Linked DNA regions of Mus musculus: all the other regions are linked to region 3. The links are chromatin contacts, called in public HiChIP or PLAC-seq and promoter capture Hi-C maps. All regions are on one chromosome and are shown on one strand. Each heading gives the region's core, a stretch centred on a gene start, on an enhancer-like site or on the middle of the called end of the contact. The rest is flanking DNA. Distances are from core to core; before and after follow the strand shown.

What was found. Promoter capture Hi-C pulls out the DNA fragments that hold promoters and counts their contacts. HiChIP or PLAC-seq counts read pairs in DNA pulled down with a chosen protein or histone mark.
Region 1: an H3K4me3 HiChIP or PLAC-seq map of bone marrow-derived macrophages shows a contact between it and region 3, with 7 times the contacts expected there. The contact joins the enhancer-like site here to the promoter of Nars2 in region 3. A contact is called at or near these places in 11 of 39 promoter capture datasets (the 3T3-L1 cell line, 3T3-L1-derived adipocytes, the C10 cell line and 6 more), 1 of 484 Hi-C or Micro-C datasets (bone marrow-derived macrophages), 4 of 115 datasets of contacts at active chromatin or transcription factors (acute myeloid leukemia, bone marrow-derived macrophages and microglia) and 3 of 9 other capture datasets (adipose tissue, liver and macrophages).
Region 2: a promoter capture Hi-C map of the HPC-7 cell line shows a contact between it and region 3, with 4 times the contacts expected there. The contact joins the enhancer-like site here to the promoter of Nars2 in region 3. A contact is called at or near these places in 21 of 39 promoter capture datasets (the 3T3-L1 cell line, 3T3-L1-derived adipocytes, the C10 cell line and 15 more), 2 of 484 Hi-C or Micro-C datasets (bone marrow-derived macrophages and large pre-B cells), 3 of 115 datasets of contacts at active chromatin or transcription factors (bone marrow-derived macrophages, extraembryonic endoderm stem cells and large pre-B cells) and 2 of 9 other capture datasets (adipose tissue and pancreatic islet).
Region 4: a contact with region 3 is called in a promoter capture Hi-C map of hematopoietic stem and progenitor cells. The contact joins the enhancer-like site here to the promoter of Nars2 in region 3. A contact is called at or near these places in 9 of 39 promoter capture datasets (the 3T3-L1 cell line, 3T3-L1-derived adipocytes, the C10 cell line and 7 more), 3 of 484 Hi-C or Micro-C datasets (bone marrow-derived macrophages, cortical neurons and macrophages), 2 of 115 datasets of contacts at active chromatin or transcription factors (both in bone marrow-derived macrophages) and 2 of 9 other capture datasets (adipose tissue and macrophages).

The regions. Positions count from the first base shown.
Region 1 is chr7:97,250,288-97,253,059 of GRCm38.p6, forward strand. All of the region lies in intron 2 of Gab2 (growth factor receptor bound protein 2-associated protein 2), which reads left to right. Among named protein-coding and RNA genes, the nearest start is that of Usp35, 80 kb to the right of the region's middle. Within about 2 kb of position 1,509, at least 37 of the 459 cell types and tissues checked have an H3K27ac peak or open chromatin away from gene starts, as enhancers often do. A contact at or near this core is called in bone marrow-derived macrophages and microglia, where this site is marked.
Region 2 is chr7:97,268,676-97,271,560 of GRCm38.p6, forward strand. All of the region lies in intron 2 of Gab2 (growth factor receptor bound protein 2-associated protein 2), which reads left to right. Among named protein-coding and RNA genes, the nearest start is that of Usp35, 62 kb to the right of the region's middle. Within about 2 kb of position 1,521, at least 50 of the 459 cell types and tissues checked have an H3K27ac peak or open chromatin away from gene starts, as enhancers often do. A contact at or near this core is called in the HPC-7 cell line, adipose tissue, bone marrow-derived macrophages and 2 more, where this site is marked.
Region 3 is chr7:96,949,915-96,952,833 of GRCm38.p6, forward strand. It overlaps Nars2 (asparaginyl-tRNA synthetase 2 (mitochondrial)(putative)), which reads left to right and starts at 1,613. Exons shown (of 14, transcript NM_153591.4): 1 at 1,613-2,030. The coding sequence starts at 1,890.
Region 4 is chr7:97,209,950-97,212,933 of GRCm38.p6, forward strand. All of the region lies in intron 1 of Gab2 (growth factor receptor bound protein 2-associated protein 2), which reads left to right. Among named protein-coding and RNA genes, the nearest start is that of Usp35, 120 kb to the right of the region's middle. Within about 2 kb of position 1,357, at least 105 of the 459 cell types and tissues checked have an H3K27ac peak or open chromatin away from gene starts, as enhancers often do. A contact at or near this core is called in the HPC-7 cell line, adipose tissue, bone marrow-derived macrophages and 2 more, where this site is marked.

The DNA.
Region 1 (2,772 bases), core at 259-2,758, 300 kb after region 3:
AGGGCTTCAGTCCTTTTACCTCACCCAATACCAGATCAGGTTTCCCTCTCCCTCAGACTCCCCCTACCCATTCACTTTCCCTCCCAGGTCCCTTCCTCCCTCCCCACTTGTGATTGCTTTCTTCTCCCTCCCAAGTGGGACTGAGGTATCCTCACTTGGACACTTCAACTTGTTGACCTTTTTGAGTTCTGTGGACTGAGTTTCGGGTATTCTGTACTTATCCACTTCTTAGTGAGTGCATACCATGCATGTCCTTTTGGGTCTGAGTTACCTCGCTCAGGATATTTTCTAGTTCCATCCATTTGCCTGCAAAACTCAGGATGTCCTCATTCTTAATAGCTGAGTAGTATTCCATTGTGTAAATGAACCACATTTTCTGTATCCATTCTTCTGTCATGAGACATCTAGGTTGTTTCCAGCTTCTGGTATCACAATTAAGGCTGCTATGAACATAAATGCAATCTTAAATCTTAATACCTGAAAGGGAAGAAGAAGATTACAAGTTGAACAAGACCTAAATGTTTTTCTCCCATGCTTTTCTGTAGAGGCTTGAACACAGTGTGAAAATACTGGCTGTGGTAGATACCGCAAAACATGGACCTCTAGGCCAGTATTAAATTAAGAAAAATTTAATCAGTTAACAACAAAATTTTAAAAATGAGGAAAATATAGTTGGTTTTATAAAACTAAGTGTGACCCAATTTTAGAAATTAATTTTATTCACTAGAACCTCTCTGTATATGTAAAATGACAATCCTACTAAATGATACTTTTCTCAGTTAACACCATTAAAAATGGCAGTCTCATTTTTGTTTTTTTTTGGGTTTTTTTTGGTTTTGGTTTTGGTTTTGGTTTTGGTTTTGGTTTTTTTGAGACAGGGTTTCTCTGTATAACTCTGGCTGTCCTGGAACTCACTTTGTAGAGCAGGCTGGCCTCGAACTCAGAAATCCGCCTGCCTCTGCCTCCCAAGTGCTGGGATTAAAAGCATGAACCACCATGCCCGGGGGCAGCCTCATTTTTAAATGACCATTTCTAAAAGTACACAGATGAAAACCAGAGGCTATGATTTAATACAAGACTAGAATAGGAGCATTTGGAATTCATGATTTGGAGGTACTGCTATGTGTCAAGCCCCTCTGGTCTCCATTTCTGCTTCTACAAACATGCCCCAGACCTCTGAACTCCACCATCAAATTCAGCATATGCACATATCACTCTAGCATGATATCTATGCTATGGGGGATCCTTCACCCCTTTGGTAAGTTCTGGCCCTGTTCCTCTGTTCTAGTTAGGATCAACCCTGGGATTTTGGCCTCATTTTCTTTGCCCTGTTAACCTTTTTGCAGTCTTCAATCTCACCTCAAATGGACCTGTCCAGTTTTTAATTTGGTTCTTCTCATAGATCAGAGTCTTTCCAGACATTAAGTCATTGCCCAAGGCCTCACTGCCCACTGGGAGGTGTCTGGGTTTCCAGTGGTCTGTCCACCTGAATTTCTGAAGAAAATCTGCTTCTGCTTCTGCTTCTGCTTCTGCTTCCCCTGGACACGTTTCCTCTTCCTCTTGGACTCTGCAGCCACAGTTTTAAGCGATGCCTCAGTTTCTGTTCTGTTTACTCAGTCAGCCTATACCATGGAGGCTTTTTTGTTGTCTCAGCCAAACTTCCTTTGTAACCCTTATCTTTGTTTGGGTTTGAGACATATACCTGAGGCTGGTCTGCCTCTGACTTTCAAGTGCTGGGATTGTAGTCCACACTTCGCTTGGACTCTTCGTGGTTGCTCTGCCTCCTTGTTAGCAAGATTACATACTATTAATTGAACAATGTCTGACTCTGTGCCAAATTATGTCTGACAGTTGCTGTTTCTTTTAATTAGGTTAATATCAAATGTGAAATTTAATTGTTTTTAATTACATATCTGAATTTAGCTTCAATATCAAGCCCCATCTGGCCACTAATTGAAATAGATATTCTGCTACAGTTTACTTAAGTTATTTAGTTGTAGTGTTTGACTATAACTTTGAAAGTTGTCGTATAATCTATTTTGTTTTAAAATTCTAACTCATTTCCAAATGTTGTTTTGAGAAATCTATTGTTGGAATAGGAAAGGAGCATCAAAAAATTCTAACTTTAGGACTGGAGAGATGGTTCAGCAGTCAAGAACATTGGCTGTTCATCCAGAGGACCTGGGTTCAATTCCCAGTACCCACATAATAGGTCAAAATTCTGTAAATTCAGTCCCAGGGGATCTGACTCCCTCTTTGGACCTCTACAGGCACTAGGCATGCATTTGGTCCATATACAAAAATACAGACAAACTATTCACATGTATTCTTTTTAAAAGAAATTCTAACTTTATTCATAGGAGTTAGACCAAAATAACTGAAATTCTACATATTGAAACATTGCTACAAAAATTTAATTGAGAAAAGTAAAAAAAAAAAAAAAAAACTTTTTTTATTTAATATGTGTACCATCTCCTCCCCGCTTTTCTGAATGCCTACAATGACCACAATTCTCCATGGTTGTAAATCTCATTATCCAGAACAACCAGCCAAGATAAAGGGAATAAATAGAATAGACTAGAAGACTTCTGGAATAGGAGATCTTGAAAGGTCCTTAGAGAGTACTTAGTTCTGAACTCTTCAAATAACAGCACATCCAGAGGTCAAGGCAGAGGAGCAGTTCTGTTGAAGGTTGTACTGCTGGCTAGCAAAGGTAGAATGAAAACTCACTTAGTCAACAATTAGGAATGCTTGATGGTGACAGCATCTTAC
Region 2 (2,885 bases), core at 271-2,770, 320 kb after region 3:
AGATTAAAAAGAAAAGGCTCAAGCCGGGCGGGTGGTGTCGCACACCTTTAATCCCAGCACTCGGGAGGCAGAGGCAGGCGGATTTCTGAGTTCAAGGCCAGCCTGGTCTACAAAGTGAGTTCCAGGACAGTCAAGGCTATACAGAGAAACCCTGTCTCGAAAAACCAAACCAAAAAAAGAAAAAGAAAAAAAAAAGAAAAGGCTCATTGTCAAACCAGGAACCTTTATTTTGAAGGCAATAAGAAATCAGTAACTGTAACTGAAGAAATAGTGCTTTATTATCTTATAATAATAATACAAGAGACTGGTATAATTCTGAAAACCCTCTGAAGTGCAAAGAGAATTGGTAAGAAATACTGTGGAAAAAGTGAACAAGAAGATAGTTTTCAAAAGAGACAGAGCTCTGTAAGACATCTGAAGGAGAACAGGAAGCCATTGTTAAGTGTACAATGGCAGACTGGCATGAATGTTGAGAAGCCAGGGAAATCAGAGAGTGACTAGGTTTCTGCCTTTGACAACTGATGGGAAAGGTATTGATGCGCTTCCCTGAGACAGAAAGTGTTGGACAAAGGAGCTGGCTTAGATTCTGAGCTTAACTAGCTGATGGGATATAAAGGAAGAGGCCAGCAGGTAAGGGGTGATGTACAGTAGAAAGCTCTGGAAGGACTGAGCTAGAGATTGAAGTTTTAGAGTTATCATCATTTGAGTGGCATTTAAAGCTTAAGCTTAATAATAGGCAATATGCCTCCAGAGAAAGGCTTTATGGCCAGAGGGAAGTTATAGGAAAGTCTAAAACTAGAGTCTGAGGAATTAAGAGATAGGCAAAGCAAGAAGGAGCCAGAAAGTCAACTGAGAGTATAGAACCTCATCAAAGGGTTTCTTTTTACACCTCCCCTGTGTCTTCTCAGACAGAGCTTATGTTCCTCCCCTGGTGCCATGACTACTCCGTCCTTAGTATAAACCCTCTTTCATCCACCACTGGAGAGTTCATTTTGCAAATCTAATGGAATAATAAGTGCATTGATTCTGTTAACAAACATCCAGGTCACTATGAGACCTGTTATAGGAATTCATTTTGAAGATCAATACAGCTATCATGGAACAGTTTCTCCCTAGAGACTCATTGACTTTCTCTCTTCTGTCCTTTCCAGTGCTAGGAGTGACTAGAGTGTAATTAGTACTGTACATCATGAATAAGCTGGTAATCCTGCCTCGGGCCATGTGGATAGTACAGCCTGAAATAGGTCAGAAAACAGTAGCTAAAGAACCTTATCTCTTCTGATAGGATTTGAATGACTCTAGAAAGCCATCATCTCCCAAAATATTCCTCCCTACCTAGCATATTATCTGAACTTATATCTTTATACCTTTATTTCTTGAGAATATAAGTTTCATGGTTGGAATTTTAAAATGTCAAATGTTTTATTTATGTAATCATGGACTAAGAACCCCCTATGTGGGACTATATTAGGTACATGCTAGGACTGTGTAGTAATAATCTCACTGACACGGTTCTCAGAAACCAAGTGCAAGGAAGCAGAATGACCATAGGTATAAACAAAGCATAAGCTGAAACCTGTCAGCTCCAAGAAAGAAAAAAAAGCATTCAGAAAGGTATTTGTGGGAATGTAATATCTGCATAGGATCTTGAAATCTTCATATGAGCTTGCTAGAAGTAGAGAAGGAATCCAGTTTGTAGGAACAGCATAAGGAGAAAGAATCAAAGAATTACTCCCAACCCCCAAATAGGCAGCTATGCTCAGGGGCTGATGATGCTTCCATCTGCTTTGCTTATGTGTGGAGAGAAAGCAGGAAGTAGGTCAGACTAAGGAAATGTGGACTAAGCTTAGAGAGCCAGCCAAATGAATAATGCTTTGGGCTGGGGTGTAGTACTCTAAACCTTTATCTGTCCTTAAATACCTCACTTCCTTTCTAATACAACAGAGGAGAGTTTGAGATAAGAAGAAAAAAAGAAAGGCCAGTGGAAAGAGAACAAAGCTGCCCTAGAAGATATGGAAGAGTACCAGGATGACCAAGGGTCTAGTCTGAAGGGACAGCTCTGCTTTTGTTTGTGTTTTTATCATTATTGCACAAAGGCATAGTTTTGGACCTTAATCAGTGAGTCTTTAGTAAGCAGTGTCTCATTTAGTGGAGCCAGAAGCTTTGAGGGAGGTAATAACTGCAGGAACCTGCCATACCCTAAATGGCTTCTTAGTCCTGGAAACCTTGACTGTGGTGACAAGAGAACAAAGAAAGGACAGCCAGCCAAGCATGATGGTGTACAACTGTAATCCCAGGATTAAAGTTCAGGAGGCAGAGGCAGGCAGATCTCTGAGTTAGACTAACTTGTCTACATATGAATTCCAGGCCACCAAGAAACAACATACAGACATATAGAAAAGCTAGAATCTTGGACTGTGCTTTCTGTTGAACACCTGCAAACCAGAAACCCAGCTCTGTTTGTTATGTATAACACAGGAGAAGACCTTACCTAGTCTGAGTAGGAGGGCTCTGTAGGGAAAAAGACTTAGTTTGCAGACATTCAGGAAGGGGAAGTTGAGGTTTCTAGTTTTTGTATATACACAGTGCTCACGTATTCTTAAACACTGTTACCTAGACCAGAGGAAGGTCTTGCCATGCCTCTGAGCCTCACTCAAGGAAGGCTCATGAGTCAGAGTCACTGAGGTTCTTGACAAGGCCATGGGCATGTCAACAGTATACATTCACTCCAATCTTCATCTGCTCCCAACAGGAGCCACCTACAGGAAGGAAGCATGGTGCTCACCCATCCAGAGTCTAGTCTTGTCACTCTAAGGGTCACTCTGGGATTGGATAGGCAAACCCCCTGGGTAGAGCAGATCAGGTCTAGGTTATGATAACCTGGC
Region 3 (2,919 bases), core at 363-2,862:
CAAAATGAGTAAGAACATGGATGAAACAAGACTGTAAGTAACTTGGGGTATACGGCAAAAACTCTAAACTTCAGTTTCTTCTAAGCAAGAGTGACTGTGATGATGGAGTTAAGACGTGAGGAGTTCTTGGCAGGGAACAGCCACTCTGTGACACTCTACCTATCATTATGGCTGGCACGGTACAACATTCACGTTAGAAATGTCATTCCTGCTGCTATCGGGAAGGCGATGAATCTAAAGGCAGACGTGTGGATCCAAACACTGAAAGCAAATCAGAAGATAGAATTTAACACAGTAAAGGATAAACGGGAGCAGTTGGGTCTGAGCACAAAGCTTGCAGGCAGTGATCAGCTTTCACTACACACTTTAGATTACCCACTGCTAATTTCCCATTTTACCCACTGGGGTCCCTTTCCCTTGAGTTACTGAACAATGGTTCTCTGCTTAGTTTCCTAATTAACCCTTTGCCTTAAGTAGAGGAAGATAGTCTCCCTGAGACTTAGCAGAGCAAAGAGGAGGAAGAAAGATGAGACAGAAGAATTAACCTGAAGAGAAATTGAGCTTGCTGGTTGCTGGTTTCACTTTTTTTTTTGGGGGGGGTATCGAATATACTTTTATACTTTAAGATATAAGCTATCTCTACATATTTGGAAGGCTACAAGTTTTTGATTTTTCCTTTCTCAAGGTTCCAGAAGTGCCCCAAAGTATTTTTATTGGAGATATTTTCAAGTCTGTCCAGAGAAGAGTTTTACAATTCTTTCAGGCCATTTTCCTTCCCAGCAGATTTTCCTGTCCTCCTCTTACAGGAAAATTTCTGACATTCTCATCTGGAAAAATTCTAACCTTCCTCAAACTCAGCCTAATTATCTCTTTCTCTGGGTCGCCACTCCACTTACCACACACATATCTATGTGTGCTCTTGCTGGGTATAATGTGATGGTTTCTCTCGGTTTCTGTCTCACTGTCTCTTTGTCTGTCTCTGTGTCTCTATCTCTCCCTCTCTGTCTCTGTTCCCCAACCAACATCTTTTCATCATAAGCTCCTTGATGAACAGGACTATGTATGGTGTCTCATCGTGGCAACTTAATTAGTCCTTATTTTGACCTTTTCTTGTTTAACTAGATAAAAGCATTATCATGTGTCTCACTGAGTTACGAAAAAATATTTTTGTGTAAACTTAAAATGTAGCTGAATATATGCAAAGGCCATTTTTTTCTTTTCAAACAAATGCAAGTAAGAGAAAAGATTTGCCCATTCTGGCAGGCAAAGCTCCTTTTTAAGCAACGAATTGTTTGGCTACCACCCAACAGTGACTTCAGCAGGTACTACGTCTGGAGACTGACTTCCCAGAGCTCAGAACTCCTCTCCACCCCTAAGACTCTGCACAGACACTTGCCTTCTGCATCTGTCAATACTGCCCACAAGTATTCCTCAGTCTCCCTAGAGATGACCCAACAGTAGCTATTTCTGAGAAACCTGAGACAGCCCTTGCGCCTTAGCCCCGCCCACCTCAGCTCCTGCACCGCCCCTACCGGTGCGGCGCCTCACGAGCTCCCGGACACAATCACGCATGCTCAGACTCCACCCAGCGTGATGACGGAAGAGCGAGCACGGGGTGACGTAGCTCAGTTGCAACGTGCTTTAAGTCTGGGTCTGCACTCCGGTCCCATGTACGGTGTGACACTGACCGCTGTGTTCCGTGTAGTCGAACCTTCTGTGCTTTCGGGAGCGGGACGCGGAGGTGGGGTCCCGTGGGAACTGCTCGGGGCGCGGAGGGAAGAGCGACAGGAGCGCATGACGGCAGGACTGCGCGGCTGAAAAAGGCTGCTCTCGGGGACTGTGAGCCGGGACGTAGCCCGGCATCCCGTGGAACCCTGTCCGGTCTCGCCATGCTCGGGGCCCGGCGCCTGCTCGGCGCGCTGCGCCTCTGTTCCTCCGTTTCCTGCCCCAGGCCCCGCGCGTCTGCCAAAATGCGCGTGCGGGACGCCCTCAGGGTCCAGGACGCGAGAGGGGAGTGCGTAACGGTGCAGGTGGGTGTGTGGAAAGACTGCTGCCTGAGCTTGCTTGACTTGAGCTGTCTCCAGAGTCTACACTTCTGGGACCGCACTGTTATTTTTGCAAATCGTTCTGACGATCACAAGTGCAGCAGCTGAGTTTTCATGACACCTAGGGGTTTCTTGTAAACACTTTAATCATGCGGAAAAGTTGAAATGAACACTCCCTTATTTATTTATTTATTTATTTAGTTTTATAGTAATAACTTGGGATGCTTTGCCCTAGTTCCTTGAGAACAGAAATTCTGTCTTTCCTTTTTTCCTGTTCACCTGGCTGGCAGGAAATAGTGGTTCCAGGTGTGTCCAGCCTTTTGACATTGCAACATGAGGTCTCCACCTACCAAGTTCATACTTGAGTTACCGCCTCTACCCTCCAGTTAAAAAGTCTCAAAGTTTACGAGTCCGTGTTGGGCTGCATTCATAGCTATCCTCAGTTGCTCACTGCGGCTCATTGTACACAAGTTGGACACAGGAGAATCCATACCTTTTCAATTTCAGTCACTCAGGCTCCTGAGATTTCCATGTATTTAAACTAGGAGAAAGAGCAGAATGTTGTAGTTTGACAAGCTAAGGGCTGCAGTTGCCTTGGCTTAATTCGCTTGCCCTACTATGTAGCTTGTTACTTATAGGCATGTCACGACAGTGCCTCAGGCCCCAGTTTCTCTTATGAAAATGGAGATAATAGTCTATATTTTGGAGAGTTCTGAAAATTAAACGGGTTAATGAAGACAGGCTATTTAGAACAGAGGCCTCTCAGTCAGTGTTAGATGCTGTTATTTGTGACAGCTTTGAATAAATTCCTAAAAGCACAGAAAGAGTAAGACTGGTGCTTGGCTGTTTCCTCTTGAATTACTGAAATAAACTA
Region 4 (2,984 bases), core at 107-2,606, 260 kb after region 3:
TGGTAATGGTGATTTTTTTTTTTAAAGAAAGCAAGGGGAGTTTTAAAAATAAAGTACTTGTTTGTGTTCTACCTAATAGAGTTGGAGTATTGATAATGTAGTAGACTCAGGTTTTAATAACCCTCCCTTGACAGGAATCTCCTGGCTTATTGGCAGTTTTTGGTTTTACCTTCATCAGAAAGAGGGAAGTTAAAAGGACACACCCATTTCTAGAAGTTATGCAAAACTCTTTTCCAAGAAATGCCTTGCCCCTTCTACAGCTTTAGCCACAGAATCTGGAGAAAGATGATTGGAGGCACTGAGAAAATTTTAGTCATCAGAGAAGAATTCTGTTATCTGTTGTACCTAAGCCATGACAGAAGATTGTGGAGTTTTAGAAATACTTTCAACTGCCAAAGAAGAAAGTAATAGAAGGTACTGCCTAGCTTGGCTATTTAGAAGAACACATCTCTCACTTCTAAGAATCTAAGTAATCTAGTTAAATAAGATATCATGATATCAGGTTGCCTTAGTGAACACCATGTGAGGCTCCCTAGGTTGGAAGAGACTTTGGTCTCTCACCCATTTGTTACACTCATCCTCCTACAGCACCCTCTACCTTTTCTTCATAGCCTTTCTACCTTATCCTAATCCCTGATTTAGCAAACAGCTGAACCACACACTTTGGGAACAGTTTGGTGAATTCAAGCTAGATGTTTGCTTATAAATTGTAATGTTCATGCTACTATAGATTTGATAGTTGTAAGAAAGACTATATGCCCTAAAATGTTTACTGTCAGCCCTTTACAGGAAACTTTAATGATAAGTATTGTACCCTAGGCTGTCTCTTTTTCAGAATTTTTAGTATTAAAGATTCTCTAATTTTCATAGAGCATCTAAGAAAATCCTTAGTAATTCAAGAAGAATCGTTTTATTTAGTATAATACTTAAGGCAGAACAAAAGAGTCTAGAATTTTAGAAGTACTTTCAGTTTTCAGGGCTGAAGCTAAAAGGATCTTCAGAAAGTTCCTTTTTCCTTAAAAGACAATTTACCTATAAGAACTAGCCTAGTTCAACTTGATTATGTAGACTAACCTAAAACAAACCAGGTTCTTGTCCCATATGTAAAGCAGCCTTTATGTTTAGAACCCATATTCATGACCCCAGGGAATCTCCCTGGAGACTGATATGGTAGAATTTTATAAGCTCTTCACCACCAACAAAATACTTATAATGTGATTTAGTCATCGTAAGTCTCAGTGGAGGCTTATTTTATTTTTCTGGTTGCCAAAGAGCAATAGAAGGAAGTCATGACCTTGTTCTGTGCGCACTTACAGACCTAACCTAAAGGACAGACAGGATCACATGAGATGTACTCTGCTCAACGGCAGGAGTGATGCAACTTCCAGGTCATATGTTCCCACATTCGTGTCTCTGTGGTCTGGGTAATTGTGAAATGGTTTGTTTTCTAACTAGATTTGGGTACAAAAGGAAAACAGTCACTTCTGTTTCATCAGAGCAAATGGTAATCTCTACTTGATTCTAGACATAAATTTGACTTTGTTTTGACTTTTTAGACAGTATACTCTTACGTTAGGAACTTCTTTATGTCCCATTATAAGTAAGTAAGATGTACTGTCTCTTCCTCTCTGACTTGATTATTACTATTCTATTTATTTATTTTATGTATTTTGATGAGTTTTGACTTTGATGTTTTGTTTTTGAGGCAAGATCTCACTCTGGTACACAAACTAATGATTCTGCTGCCACATTATTCTCCTTTAGATTGCCATTTTCTCTGACCATAGAAAGCTATAGCAACAGCTTCCTAAATAGTTTTTGTTGTTGTTGTTGTTGTTGTTGTTATTCGCTAGTTCACCTTCCTCATTGCTAGATGAGCACTAGTTAACATTTTAACAAATAGCCACAGAGCACTAGTTAACATTTCTCTACTGCTATGCACTTTGCAGCAACTCCCATTACCAATAAAGATACAGCTTCTAAGGGTGGTTCTGAAGGCCTCACAGGACCCCTAAGTTCTTCCTTTCCTCCTTTCCACATCCAACTTACCAAATTTCCAAACCTCTCTTGTCTTTTTTCCAATGCCCAGGCCTGGTTCATACCATGTGACCTTTTTAAAGCAAAGCCTTTTTCCTTTCTTTATAGCTTTCCTTGTAATAGTCATTTTACTCATTTCTCTCTCCTTTTTCTCTCCCCATTTTCCTCCTTTCTCTCCCTCTCTCCTCTTTGTTTCTCCCTCTCTGTTCCTGTTTCAGTGATATGCTAAGAAACTGTGGCTCTTTTTATGATACATCTAAAGCTCTGCTTCATCGTTTAGGGCTATATATTAATGTCTTATCTTCCTGCAACTTTATAAATATTTTAAGTTGTTTAAAAGGAATGTTTCCATCATGCCTCTCTTCTTTAAACCACATAGCATAGAGCATGGTTCATCGTTGTTTCCACTGAATACTTTTTTAAAAACTTGATTTCTTTTTCAGAGCTGAGGACTGAACCCAGGGCCTTGTACCTGCTAGGCAAGCGTTCTACATTAAGCTAAATCCCCAACCCCCAAAACTTAATTTTTCATAAGACAAAAATTTCCACCTATTTACCCTTTTTTATTTGTAAGGGTAAATCTATGTATGTGTGAATGCACATGTGCACAAAAGTACCCAAATGGGCCAGGAGAAAGTGTCAAGTCCATCCCTGGAGCTGATGAGCCTCTTGATGTACACACTGGAGCAGCAGCCAGCACTCTTAACTGCTGAGCCATCTAGTTCTTTATTTATCTTTTAACTATTTTATAGCTTGGACATTTTACCTTCAAATCTATTGTTCATCTTTTGTCACTGTCTTGTTAGCCTATTTGATTTTCAGAGGGAGTCTCTGTATGGGCCTGAGTAGTTGGTATTATAGGCACGTGCCACTACTCCTTTCCTGAGCCTTTTTTCCCTAGTATCATTTGTTGAAAAGTCTGTCTGTCTTCCATTTAATTTCTTTTG